Regions from separate parts of the Mus musculus genome. Here regions 1 and 2 are each linked to region 3. Evidence: chromatin contacts called from public Hi-C and HiChIP or PLAC-seq data. All regions are on one chromosome and are shown on one strand. Each heading gives the region's core, a stretch centred on a gene start, on an enhancer-like site or on the middle of the called end of the contact. The rest is flanking DNA. Distances are from core to core; before and after follow the strand shown.

Region 1 (4,529 bases), core at 788-3,287, 290 kb before region 3:
AGCTTCGAGGTAATAAGTTCACCCAGTGAAGAAGAAAGAGATCCTTCTACCAATGGCCTGAAGAAGCCAGTCTCCTGGCTGCTTTTGGATCTAGATGTAGAACTCTCAGCTTCTCCAGCACCATGTTTACCTGCATACTGCCATGCTTCCTACCATGATGATAATGGACAGAACCTCTGAAAGTATAAGCCAGCCCCAAGTAAATGTTTGCCTTTATAAGAGTTGCCTTGGTTGTGGTGTCTCTCTTCATAGCAATGGAAACCCTAGCTAAGACCAGTAGCATGTCCAGAGGCCAGAGTTGATTCCCAGTGTCACAAAGGTGATGTAAAACATTTATTAGAACTGAATAGTCCCATAATTAGAGAAACCAACTTGTAGTTTATAATATGCTCATAAAGTTACTTCGGTGGCAGTTTGTTTTCCATTGTGGTATAATTTACATAGAATAAAATTCTACTTTTATAAGTAAATTCAATGGAGTAAGCATCACTGCCATGTGGCCACATCAAGATGGAGTGTGTAAAATAGTTTGCTGAACCTAGGGCCCCCTGTGAGCTATTCTTGTCGATTTTTTCCTTCCCATTCTGCTCTTGTAAGCTCCCAGAAATTTACCAACCTATATTTTCCTATGTTCAGACTATCATAGAATATAAAGATACTATCTGAATTTTGGATTGTGAGCCTAGTCTTTAATGGCAAAACCATCTCTCCATCCTGAGTTTTTAATATTCAGCATAAAGGTTTGGAGAGACTTAATTCCACTGTGGATTTCTGTGGTCTATTTCTGTCCAATTGTGAGTATCCCAAAATCTTTAACTCCCAACATGACACAACCTTGAGTCACAAGAATGGAGACACAGCTGGGGCATTGCTCAGATGTGATTGGCCTATTCACATGTCTGTGAGAGATTGTCTTTGTTATTAATTGATGTAGGAGGACCCATCCTGATGTGGGCTGCTCTGTTTCTAGTGCACGTGTCCTTGGGCTGTACAAAAAAAAGCTACCTAAGCATAAGTTAATAGGCCAGTAAGCACCATTCTTCTATGGTTTCTACTTCAAACTCTGCATGAGTTTCTGTCTTGAATTCCCTCAGGGATGGACTATGACCCAGAAGTTTAAGCCAAACAAATCCTTTCCTTCCATCAGGTGCTTTTGCTCAGAGTATTTTATCATAGCAACAAAAATACTAAGAGACCGGGTGTTATATTGTAGGGAACCACAAGGTATTTATCAACATACAAGAGGAAAAATCTTGAGCTGCAAAAAAAAATAAACAGGAGGACTCTTATCCATGAGACCCAACAAATCCACGAAACAAAGCAGAATATGTAGGATATATAGTGGCTAAATACAACTTGATATTCCGTGTTTACTTGTTTGGAGCACTTTGAAATTTCTGGGGTCCTAAAACACACTAAATTCCAAGTCAGTCTATAGTCTTTATAGATCATCAGCAATTTAATAGGCTGCAGAAACCATGCTCTGCGTATTCAATAGTCAGATTAGGATGTCCAAATGATTTTCTATTTCTAGAATGATCATTGTCTCCTAGCACAGCCTGGTGCTCTAGAATATGACTCAGGCAAATACACCACAAAGACAACTGACTCAGCAGCTTTTCAGGGTCCCCATGTGTGGACTTAGCCATTTACAGACATGTATGCTGCCTTCGGTATCTAAATGATTTGTTTTTTCAATGAATATCAACTGAATTCCTCCCATGAATATAGGCAGGAATAAAGCAGGTGAAAATCTCCCACCTCACATACCTTGTTTTCTTAGATAAAATTAAAGAAAAAATAGGATTCCTGCGACTGACAAATTCTATGAATGAAAGTCAATTCCGGGTGCTGGTGTTGAGGATCCTCAAGCTATGAAAGTGTTTTCAGGAAAAATTTCACAGACAAAATCAAATCTGTGAAAAAAAAGATATGTTGGAGCTACAAACATGAGAAAGCAAACAAATGTCAAAGAAGATGTCAGAGAATCTAGATTCCTGTCAGCTGGGTGAAAAGGCGTACCACAGAATTTCCCCTATGATTGCACCTCTGAAGCTTTGAAGCTGCAGTCTCTACTCACCACCCTCCTACACAAGCGGCAGCTCAAAGTCAGCAGGAGATCTTGGGACTAGGGATGCGTGCTGCCGAGGGCTGTGAACCAACCACAAGGTATATAAGGGATGCTGGAAATGCTTTGTGTCCCTCCTCCAGCCCCTGACAGTAAACAGCCATTAGAAATACATAAAAGAGCCACAAGTCACTCAAAGGCAAAGGCTGAGGCTGGGGTTTCGTATCTATGCGTGGAAACACACATGGGCTAGAACTCATCTGCATCTTTGTCTTCATTTACATTTTTCCCAGAAGCAGGATTCGAAAGACGGGTCCATGTACTTCAGAGTGAGGTGATTCTAGAAAGTTCTAGAAGAGGAAGGGAATAAAGAGATAAAAGACAGATAGTCAGTAGAAAGTTATGGGATAAGACTTCTCAGGGTGGGTAGGAGCTTGATTCTACTGGAGGATGCTGAGAACCTGTGTGGGCTATAACCTCAAAGTTACCTCACCCAGGGAAAAGAACCTAGGATTCTGTTCTCCCAACTCCTATGAGTCAGTGATTGACCCAATGGATAATTGAGTTTTGACTCAATCCTTGAGCATGCTGAGCATAAATTGAATTCCAAAGCCCTTCTGATAGCTTTGAGCCACCATACCAGTGCTTCTTAAAGTCTTCTTAAAGAACAGCAAGTGCTCTAAACAACTAAGCTATTGCTCAATGCCCTGTTTGTTACATTTTAGTCTTGCAATAGCAATTTGTTACAAATAACTGTAATTCTTATGCTTTACAAGTCAGTTATAGTCTTTTAGGTACAATATGGAAGATATTAAAACTACTCAGCCTTATAACAATTTTAACTATTAATTTACTTCACTATGTTTGTGCTTTTAAGACATATAGCAAAACTGACTCTCAACAGTATTGTACCCTTTACAACAAAATTATCATATCTGAAACCACACATGGTAGTGCACACGTATAACCCCAGCCCTTGAGAGGTAGAGACAGGAAGATCAGAAATTCAGGGTTAGTTTTAACAGTACAGTAAGTTCAAGGCTACCCTGCATTATGTGAAACCTTGTCTCAAAAGAAAAATTGAGATTTGATCTATATAAAATGGAGTACTGGTGAATCTGGAAATGTTTGGGGCATGTACTTTGCCAACACATGCAGCTATAAAAGATTAGTATTTGGCAAGATGTTCTACCTGCTCTAAGACTCAACACTTCAAAGTTGATCAGAACTCACATTCTGTGCCCTTTCAGTACACTCTCCAGTCCCTTGTCCTCTCTTCTGTTCCAGGAGGCTAATTTCTACCCAGTTGAGTACTTTGTCCTTTTATTACAAATTAATTTTACTAAGAAGTGGCCCTGCTGAAGGACTGAGGCCAAAAGAGGAAGCTGTGATCCTTTGACTTGCAGCACAGCACACATTTTTTGCATTACATTTTTAAGGTCATAGTTTCTGGAGCAGAGCTCTTAGCTATGGGTCATCTTATGGTGTTCCACTAATGTTGTTTATCTCTTGAGCTCCAAGGATGACACAATCCTGCTGCGTGTCCCTTGGTTGTTACTACCTCTTTCCAGGTTCCCTTAGTCCCAGCCGTATGTCAGCAGAGGCCTTCCATGAAATGCTTCTTAGGCACCATGCTCATATAAGCTGTTTCCCAAATACAAACTGCCTGAAACTCTGCTGCCTCTGTCACCCAGAGGTTAAGCTTGCAGCCTCTTGCTCAGTCTTCAAAAATGTAATGTGTACACTACAAACATCCATTAGGCAGTGCTCTCGTGTGTGCACTACTATGATCCACCACACAGTGTTCCCATGTGAGCACTGCTATCATCTACTATGCAATGGTCCCACACAGACAAGACAGGACAAGCAATCGAATACTCACGCATATGAATGTATGTGATTTCTAGAATTTCTGACTTAAGTCATGATTAGCTATAGGGTTTAATGTTATTAGATAATTATCTCCTTACCCCCACCCCCCACCCCATGCTTATCAACCCACCTACTCCCACTTCCTGGCCATGACATTTCCCTACACTAGGGCATACAGCCTTCACAGGACCAAGTGCTTCTCTTCCCATTGATGACTAGCAAGGCCATCCTCTGCTACATATGACACTAGAGCCATGGATACCTCCATGTGTACTCTTTGGTTGGTGGTTTAATCCCTGGGAGCTCTGGGAGTACTGGTTGGTTCATATTGTTGTTCCTCCTGTGGAGCTGCAGACCCCTTCATTTTCTTGGATCCTTTCTCTAGCCCCTCCATTGGGAACCCTGTGCTCAGTCCAACGGTTGGCTGAGAGGATCCACCTGTGTATTTGTCAGGCACTAGCAGAACCTCTGAGGAGACAGTTGTATCAGGCTTGTGTCTGCAAGCACTTGTTGACATCCACAATAGTGTTGGTTTGGTGACTGTACATGGGATGGATCACCAGGCAAGGCAGTCTCTGGATGACCTTTC
Region 2 (4,145 bases), core at 650-3,149, 330 kb after region 3:
GAGCATACTTTCTTTTCTAACACTTTCCTACACCCATGCACCCCACTCTCTCCTCATCTCCTTTACTCTTTGTGACATTTTCCACATGGCTCTCTAATACTGGTACCTTTCTGGCATCTATACTGGCTCCTCTTCTCGTTTTATATGCCTTCCTCGGACAGTTCCCTCTACCCATATGTATTTAGGGCCAAGGTTTCTAGGTTTTCATTTCCTACCCCTGGCTTGTTCCTCACTTCTGTCCTTCTCATGGCTCCGCCCACTTATCCTAGCCTTTCTTTTCCATGGATTTGACACAAAGTCCCCCTCCTGGCAACTAACAAAGTTTTGATCCACCTTAGAAAACTTATCACAAACCACAGTAATCATTCCCATATCGTCTTAGGCATCATCACTGCCTAGAGAATTAGTCTACTGTGTCCAGGTAGACCATGTGCTGTGTAGCTGCTGACCACTCCCCTTATGGGGAAACAACAGGCAAGCTCCAAGCTGCCCTTTCCTTTATTTTGACTTCACTGAAACCCCTAAGTGTTAGTGAGCCAGGCCAGATTCTCTGAGTCATGACAGTTGGCTTGTCAAGATTGCAAAAGGCTTAAATTTTAATCACATCCGAGCCTGGCATGTGTTAGGTGGCTGTCCTTGACCTCAGGTATCATAACAAGAACCAAGTGACCTCTAGTCTGCAAGTCCATCACTTCAAATATATTATCTAATGTTACCAAAGCAGAGAAAGTAAAGGCATGGAGATTCGTCTTCTCTTAATGGCCCCAGACCTAAAGACACACAGATTTCTATTTAAGATCCAAGCCATTGTCTAAAATTGACCATAGAACCCCACTTAACCAGCCCTGGATCTAGGAAAGGCAAGAGACATTAATGTCTGATAAGCCCTAATTCATATATATCGCTTTATGATTCTTTTAGGAAGCTAAACATTATCTCTAGAATCTGGAAGTAAAATTTAAGTCTGATCTATGTGTCATAGACAAGCGCACCTACTAAGAGTAGCAGCTGGGCAAGCAAACTGAAAAGAAGGCTAACCAGCTATGTGGGGCTCACACCTGGGAAGACTTACAGTCCTAGCCCACAAATGGAGGCTGCCTTAGTAGCAAGTTCCCTCGTAATGAGATGGAGACTTGCTTATTTTTAGGGTGAGGCTGAGTAATTAATGACTGTCCAGGCAACTGGCAGAAACCATACAGACATTCTGAAAAATTGATTAAAACACACACACTTAAAAGCTCCAAGATGCCTTGTGACTCTCTTCCCGCCTGTAGTGTAATTAAATAAAGCTTTATCTAACCATTTTACTTGTATGCATTAGGGACTCAAACCAGGCCTCTCTTTCTCCCAAGACTTCAATATGCCCTTATCTGTTTGTACTAATTGAGTTTTCTCATACTGCCACATGGGCAGCAGCTAATAGATCTGATATGCCTGGGGATGATCCTGGGTTCCTAAAGCTCTCCCAGTGACCTCAGATCTTTAAGAACTCAGATCCGCACTGGAGACAGGAAAAATCTTGTACCTTGAAATTATGTGATCCTTTCTGCGGTGAGGTGAGGGAATTCAAATCTCCAGAAGCTCACGAACTAGATACATGCACAGGCCAGCTTAGGAAGGATACAACGCATGCCACCAAGCTCCGCCTGGTTATAATCTCAGCTGCTTCTCAAATGAAACAAGGCAGAGACTCGCCAGGCAGAGCCAGGCCTCTTGGAACAGGCCTGCAATCCCAGATACTCAAGAGGCTAAGGCAAGAGGGTCGTATATTCAAAGCCTTACCTGGGCTATAAAATGAGTTCAACTACATTAAATGTCTCAAATGAAAACGTAAAAAAAAAAGTGGATAGGGGGTTTGAGAGATTGCTTAGTGCTTAAGAGAACTTGCTTTTCTCCCAGGGGATCTGGATTCAGGTCTCAGAACCCATAAGCTTACAGCTGCTAATTCCAGCGGATCTGATGCCTTCTCTTAGCCACCAACAGCACCTGCAAAAACATTATTCTATCTACCTCTACCTCTACCTCTACCTCTACCTCTACCTCTATCTCTATCTGCATGCATGTATGTGTACATGCATATAGATACAGAGATAGCAATAGGCATTTACACATACTCATAAAAAATAAATAAGTAAATCTTAAAAGAAAAGATATCTGAAGAGATGGCTCAGTGGTTAAGTTGCTACTCTTACAGAGGACCTGGGTTGGGTTCCCAGCACCCACATGGTGGCTCACAACTGCCTATAACTCCAGTTCCAAAAGAATGACCGAGGAAAGACACTTAGTACTTAGTCTTCCATGTGCACATATTTATAAACCAACACTAACAAGTACATATAGCACACACGTATACACATGCACACATATAACATAAGATGGCTGAAAATAGACATCTAACACAGAAGTGGTGGTAGGTTCAATCCCCAGGACCGAGGGAAGGTGTAATTACCTGGAGAGCTTGTTAATGCACAGATTTCTTGGCTCTGCCCTATAGGAGCTCATAGGTTTCCAGGTGGCAGTGCTGTTGCTGCTCGAGGCCACACCTCAACAGCCAGTGGCTCAGAAGGGGGTCTCCCAGTATTGTCAGATCTCCAAGAGAAATTGGAAGTATGGATTTATATGTGAAATGCCTCGATTTTTAAAAATCTTGACCACAAATCTAAAGGCATTAAAACTTAAGACAAACCAGTTCTGATGGAGAAATGCTGCAGAGACTCACAGAAGTCTGCTTTTGAAAAAATGGTGCCGCGCTCTTAGTTTATAACCCACAGCTTTGGAAAAATTTGTCAGTCGGCAGGTAAGCCACAATAACTCCTAATAGGTGAATAGATAGTAAAAGCCCCTCATATTGTCTCTCTGTTTATCAGGTGATCCCACTTTGTCCCCTGTCACTACAAAGCTATATTTATGTGAGACCCCACCGAACCCTTTTAGAAACATTCTCCCAAACGGTCCTCAGACCCCTTAAAATATTGCCAATGAGCCCACATTTGAATGGTATCGATCTCACTTGAGTCGATATTTTAAACCATCAGCTTTAACACTGGGCCTAGGTGCTTCTCTCTGTGTTCCTAAGGCCTCAGGTCCTATACATTTTCATAGATCTGGCCCAGCACCTTTGATAGGCAGGTTGCCATGCTGGGTACTGATGATACAGTCTATCCTTGCCAGATTCCATACCATCCAGACATGGACAGGGAAGAGAAATGCAAGCAGACACAACTCTGAGCTGTTCTATGTGCACTGGAATTCCATTAAAAAGCTTATTTGCAACATTCTCTTCTTAATACAAAAAGTTTTTTTTTTTTTTTTAACTTGGTCATTCACACAGACAATGACAGTCAAAGTTTGTCTTGTTTTTCCACTTGGATTCTCCACCCCACTCTGACTTTTTCAGGTGATAAAGCACTGAGGCCATGCTATCCTGAAGATTTATCTTCAACACAAAGAAACCGGGGTTAGAGTTTGACAATTCTAACCGAACAATTCGAGGTAAAATACATATCATTTTATTCCAATTGAAAGGTGAAGACACAAACGTGTGGCAGGCACTTTTATCTCGATGCTGCCCTGGATGCATTTGCATTAGGCAGGCAGGAAGTTCGACTGTGTGGTACTGAAATATACATTCTAGACTGTTCCCTTCATACATGGTCCGGGCTTGCCCTGGTATAAGATTTCTAGTTCCTAGGACATAAAGGGGATTTGGAAGGATCTCCTAGAAATATATCCCTAGAGTCTATCTATTCCTGTATCTGACTGGGGAGAGGATACTATAAGAAATATCTAAGGACATACTGCAGTGAATATATGTTTAATAAGTAGAAAAACCCATCTGGTCTTTAAAACCAGCTCTTTCATTAATCCCATCTGAATTATAGAGACCTAAATTATATTATTGTTTTTATCCATTAAAATAGCTATCTTTTTTCTATGGTGTAAGTTTTCATTTATCCTTTCTAGTGGCTAAAACAAAGGCAAATGTGACTCTAACACGATTATGACGTTTACAATCACAATAGTTGTCCTTATTCCCTACACCTCAATATTACAATAACCCAGCTTGAAAGACATATGTCCTCCATTGATGAAACACTTTAGTTAAGTCTACAAAAGGTAAAGGTAAGATCTTCAAAGCCAAGGCA
Region 3 (4,278 bases), core at 1,647-4,146:
TACATTTGGATTTGTTAGAAAAATGAAATCAGGGGCTTTCGAGATGTCTCGGGGCTCTGGAGCACTGTGTGTTTCTGAAAGACTCGGGTTCGATTCCCAGCACCCACGTGACATCTCACAACCATCTGTAACTTCAGTCCCAGCGGATGTGATACAGATCTCTTCTGAACTCCCCTGGCACCAGGCATGTAGATGATGAACATATACACGTAGGCAAAAGACCCCCCCCACACACATACACATAAAATAAGATGATTAGAAGTATCTTTAAACATAATTATACCACTTCATGCTGGATCCTATAGCAAAATACCTTAGACCTAGACACTAAAAAGGTGTGTGTGTGTGTTTATGCCACTTTAGAGTGGGTGCCTATAAACTTAGAGTTTGTAGATACTGCCTGTTACTGACTGTTAGGGATGGAAAGGAAGGAAGAAGAGAAGGAAATCCAGGCTGTTGGAAGCAAAGTGAGACCTTACTCTAAATGATGGGATTTATCTGATAAGCTGAATTACTAGGTAAGCATATGAGCGTATAAAAGAGGAAATGTTAATGCATTTTTGGGCTTCTGTTGTGCTCCAATTTTATATGTTCACAATAATAATCAGTAAAGGCTAAGCTTGCAGAGCCTCCATTCTCACCTGCCCTGCTCAGTGGGGACACTGGCACCTAGTTAGACAAGTCCCTACTTTGGCAAATCAAGGCAAGAAAATTTGAAGTCACCCAGGACTTGAAGGGAAAAACCTGAGCCAGGAAGAGAAACTCATGTTTTATGTTGTTTTGCTCTTTGTAATCACCCATAGCTTCTTGCTTTGCTTTCCAGGGGGCTCGTTGGCTTGGGGGTGGGGGGGCGAGGAGGAAGAAGAAGGGGAGGAGGAGCAGAAGGGGGAGGAGGTAGTTCCCCAAATGAAAATTAGTTCATATTTGTTTATGTCCTTATGCCTTTGGCATGGTATTTTGAATTATAAAAAAAAAGTTGAAAAAATTGGAGAATTCTAGGGAAATCAAGGATGGACGAGGGGGCTCTCAGAAAGCTGCCTGAACTATGTCATTTTGCTTCATTTAGAATGACCTCACCAAAAAAACAAAAACAAAAACAAAAAAAAACCAAACCAAACCAAAAAACAAAACACAAACAAAAACTCCCACTGCACCGTCGACGTGTTTGCTACCAAGGCTCAAATCGCTAGTCACCCACCGTGTCAGGCTTGATTCATAGGCAACCGACAGAAGAGGACCTGACAGAGCTTTTAGGAAAAACTGAATTCTCAGCCCACAGTCACTTTCCAGGAACTTGCCTGCAAACAGCTCTGCGCTGGAGGGATGGAACTCCCAGCAATCTCAATCCTGCCACCCTGACTGCCTTCGCTCCACATACAATTATTTATGGGGACTTAATGAGAGAGCAAGCCTTATGTGAAAGAACGCAAGAAAGTGCAGCTGCTAAAAACAGACCCAGGCAGTTCTACAGTCCTTATTTTTACAACTGAGCTTCTGCAATTCCTGCCACGAACCTAACAGCTCCACTCCTTGCCAAACACACAAAGAGAAAAGTAAAAACTGTTTTCGTTCTGCAACCCCCTTAACTTCGAGTAAACAGTAGTAATTTTCTATCGTCACGTTCAATGCAAATTTCCCAAAGGCGACACAACAGGAAACAAAAGACCTGTTAGTTGATAGCTTCCTTAGAGCTGGGGGTTGTGTGGGGAAGGAGTAGCAGGGGAGTGGGTTAAAGTTGATAGAGTCCAATTTCTCCCTAGCTTGGGGGTCCAAGCCTTCAGCTACTTTGACCTTTCAGAGTTCTTTGGAGCTTCACCAGTTGAAAAGGTCCCTGGGCCCAGCCTCCCCTCCTACGAAATCCGCATTTCTTGACCTCTTTGCCCCTGCTTTTGGGTGGGTCAGGGTGGGAGAAGAGACTTGGACAGTGGCTTAAGCATCTCCTTCTGGTTGGGTGCGTCGACCTACAGCTGCCGACAGGAAAATGATACTGATGCAAATAGCTGGGGTTGAGAAGGGGGTCTGCAAGAGGCCCCCTCCTCCTCCATCCACTATGTGTTCCTCAATAGGGGTGCCCAAGAGAAGAGGATAGCAAGAAGAGCCCATCAGTTTGAAGGGAAGGAGGTCCCCTCTAGGAAAGATCTTCTCCATCAAACATTGAAGAGAGGGGAAAACTTGGCCCGCATGCCCCTACTGGGGAGCGACACACCCCACACAAGCTGGCTTGCGGGGCGCGGGGGTTGTGCTCAGGCCTCTCACCTGACTTCCTCCTCCGCTGGCACACACACACACCAATGCCCCGCGCTCTGCACCCCCAAAGCCCAGGCAAACAACGACAAGAGGAAGCGGCGGGCGGCGAGGGTGCGCGGCGGGGGCGGTGCAGGTGAGGGCCGGGGCGGTGGGGCTCCGGGGCTCGCCCACACTTACCCTGGCGGCCGCGGGGTCGCTCTCCCGCAGCGACCCTGCACCCGGGCGGCGCTCAGGGATGTGGCGGCTGCGGTGGCTCGGGCTCGGCTCAGCTCGGGCTCCACTGCGCGCTCTCGGAGCCACCGGCCGCCCAGGATCCTGCCGCCAGGGGGAGAAGCGGCCGCGGGCGCGGGGGAGGCAGGCCGGGCCCGGTCGCTCCCGCTGTGGGGTCCGCAAGCCCCCCACGCGGGCGAGAGGCGAGAGCGCGGCGCCCCAGGCACGCACGGCCCCCGGCCAGCGTCGGGGGGCTCTCGTGGGGGCGCCCCGATCGCCCGCGCCGCGCTCTACACTGCGGGCTCCGAGCGGCTCCCGCGCCCCCTCCCGCGCCCCGCCCCGCCCCCGCCCCTTCCCTTCCCCCTCGGCCCCGCGCGCTCCCCGCTCGCTGCTCGCCGCGCTCTGCCCCCTTTAAACGCCCACTTCGGATGGGGAGAGGAGACAACTTGAAGTCAAGTTGCCATTAACTTCCGCGGCGGCCGCCAGCTCGGCGGCGGGGAGGTGGCAGCAGCTGCAGCCGCCGCCCGGGAAGTCCGCCGCCCGGCGCGCCCGCGCGGGGAGCCGACCCGGCCTCGGCCCGCACCGCTGGCCCGCGCTGTCCCGGTTCCACGCCTGAGTGAGTCCCGCTTCTTTGCTCCCTGCCAGTGCTGCTCCCGCTCTGGGTCTCTTGCCCGGCTCGCCTCCGTTTTCTGCGGATGCGGAACCGATCCAAACTTCTCAGTGGCCCCGGCTGGGGCGACTCTGCGCCCCTCGCGTGCCGGGGTCTTGCTGGCCCTTCTCTCGAGCGCGCTCAGACATTCGGGAGGACTGGGCTGGTGAAGTGAGGGTCATGGCCGGGATGCGGACTTACTTGGCGTCTTTGCCTCTCCCGCACACCTGCCCGGCAGGAGTCCCTCGTTAGACACTTTAGTCCAGGTCGTGGGCATGGCCCGCTTTAGAGGACGAAGGCGGCGTGGGGGGAAGCCCTCGGCGGGCGAGTGGGGAAAAGGGAGCCGCTCAGTGAGCCCCGGTGCGGGGAAGGAGGCGAGGTGCGGGGTGGAGTTGGAAAGGTCGCGCGCCAGATCTGGAGTTCACTTAGCATCCTCTCCCATCTCATCTCCCCCTGTTCTTTCCCGGCCAGCCCTACTTTGCTGGTGGCGAGCGGAGGTGGAGAGGGGCCTGGGAAGTTTGTGGCAACTTCTCTATCCCGAGAGCCACTCGGGCGCTGGGCGCTCAAGTTGGAGCCCAGAGTTTGAGAGCCGAAGAACAGCGCTCGTGCAGCCCACGCCGGCGATCGCGGGTCGGTCCTGGAGGGTGATTCGGGTTTGGGCTTGGGCGGGAAGCCGAGGGAGGTACATGGTGTCTTAGCTGGGACTGTGGCCCCACAGGTGCAGCCCAGGGGGCAACTCCTCATTTCCCTGCGACAGTACACACCCGAGAGCGGCGGCCTTCTACAGTGTTCCTCCATTGCAGAGCTCCCAGGGTGGCCGAACTGGGGTTGGGCAGCTCGAATGCAAGGGACTGAGGGGGCAAGCGGCAGGTCCAGATGGTGACACGTGCGTGTGCTTGGCCCAGCAAAAGGCGCTAAACAGGTCCCTTCTGGGATGATCCCAGAAGACCAAGAGGACAGCAGCTTAGAGCTCAGGGTAGAGGTTTTGACCCTGGCCTCCACCAGGGCCAGGTTTTACTTAACAAGATGTCAACCACAGGCTCATCTCTTAAAATGTCCGGTTGACAACTTTGACCTCTGCACCCTTTCTGGGAGAACTTTCTCTGAGGCATGTAGGATTCCCAGGGTTAAGACGTGGATTTCACTTGTCCATAGGGACCGGAAGACACCCA

What was found. A called contact is a pair of places that touch in the nucleus more often than the background predicts. HiChIP or PLAC-seq counts read pairs in DNA pulled down with a chosen protein or histone mark.
Region 1: a contact with region 3 is called in an H3K27ac HiChIP or PLAC-seq map of CD8 T cells, with 27 times the contacts expected there. The contact joins the enhancer-like site here to the promoter of Satb1 in region 3. A contact is called at or near these places in 1 of 15 datasets of contacts at CTCF or cohesin (CD8 T cells), 1 of 484 Hi-C or Micro-C datasets (nephron progenitors), 4 of 115 datasets of contacts at active chromatin or transcription factors (CD8 T cells, the SCID.adh cell line, stem cell-derived neural progenitor cells and 1 more) and 1 of 9 other capture datasets (adipose tissue).
Region 2: a contact with region 3 is called in a Hi-C map of the N1E-115 cell line, with 6 times the contacts expected there. The contact joins the enhancer-like site here to the promoter of Satb1 in region 3. A contact is called at or near these places in 1 of 484 Hi-C or Micro-C datasets (the N1E-115 cell line), 2 of 115 datasets of contacts at active chromatin or transcription factors (bone marrow-derived macrophages and embryonic stem cells) and 1 of 9 other capture datasets (adipose tissue).

The regions. Positions count from the first base shown.
Region 1 is chr17:52,123,054-52,127,582 of GRCm38.p6, reverse strand. No RefSeq gene overlaps it. Among named protein-coding and RNA genes, the nearest start is that of Gm19585, 24 kb to the left of the region's middle. Within about 2 kb of position 2,037, at least 8 of the 459 cell types and tissues checked have an H3K27ac peak or open chromatin away from gene starts, as enhancers often do. A contact at or near this core is called in CD8 T cells, where this site is marked.
Region 2 is chr17:51,496,190-51,500,334 of GRCm38.p6, reverse strand. It overlaps the pseudogene Gm46574. Among named protein-coding and RNA genes, the nearest start is that of Gm31143, 36 kb to the left of the region's middle. Within about 2 kb of position 1,899, at least 1 of the 459 cell types and tissues checked has an H3K27ac peak or open chromatin away from gene starts, as enhancers often do. A contact at or near this core is called in the N1E-115 cell line, where this site is marked.
Region 3 is chr17:51,831,265-51,835,542 of GRCm38.p6, reverse strand. Satb1 (special AT-rich sequence binding protein 1) reads left to right here and starts at 2,896. Exons shown (of 11, transcript NM_009122.2): 1 at 2,896-3,073.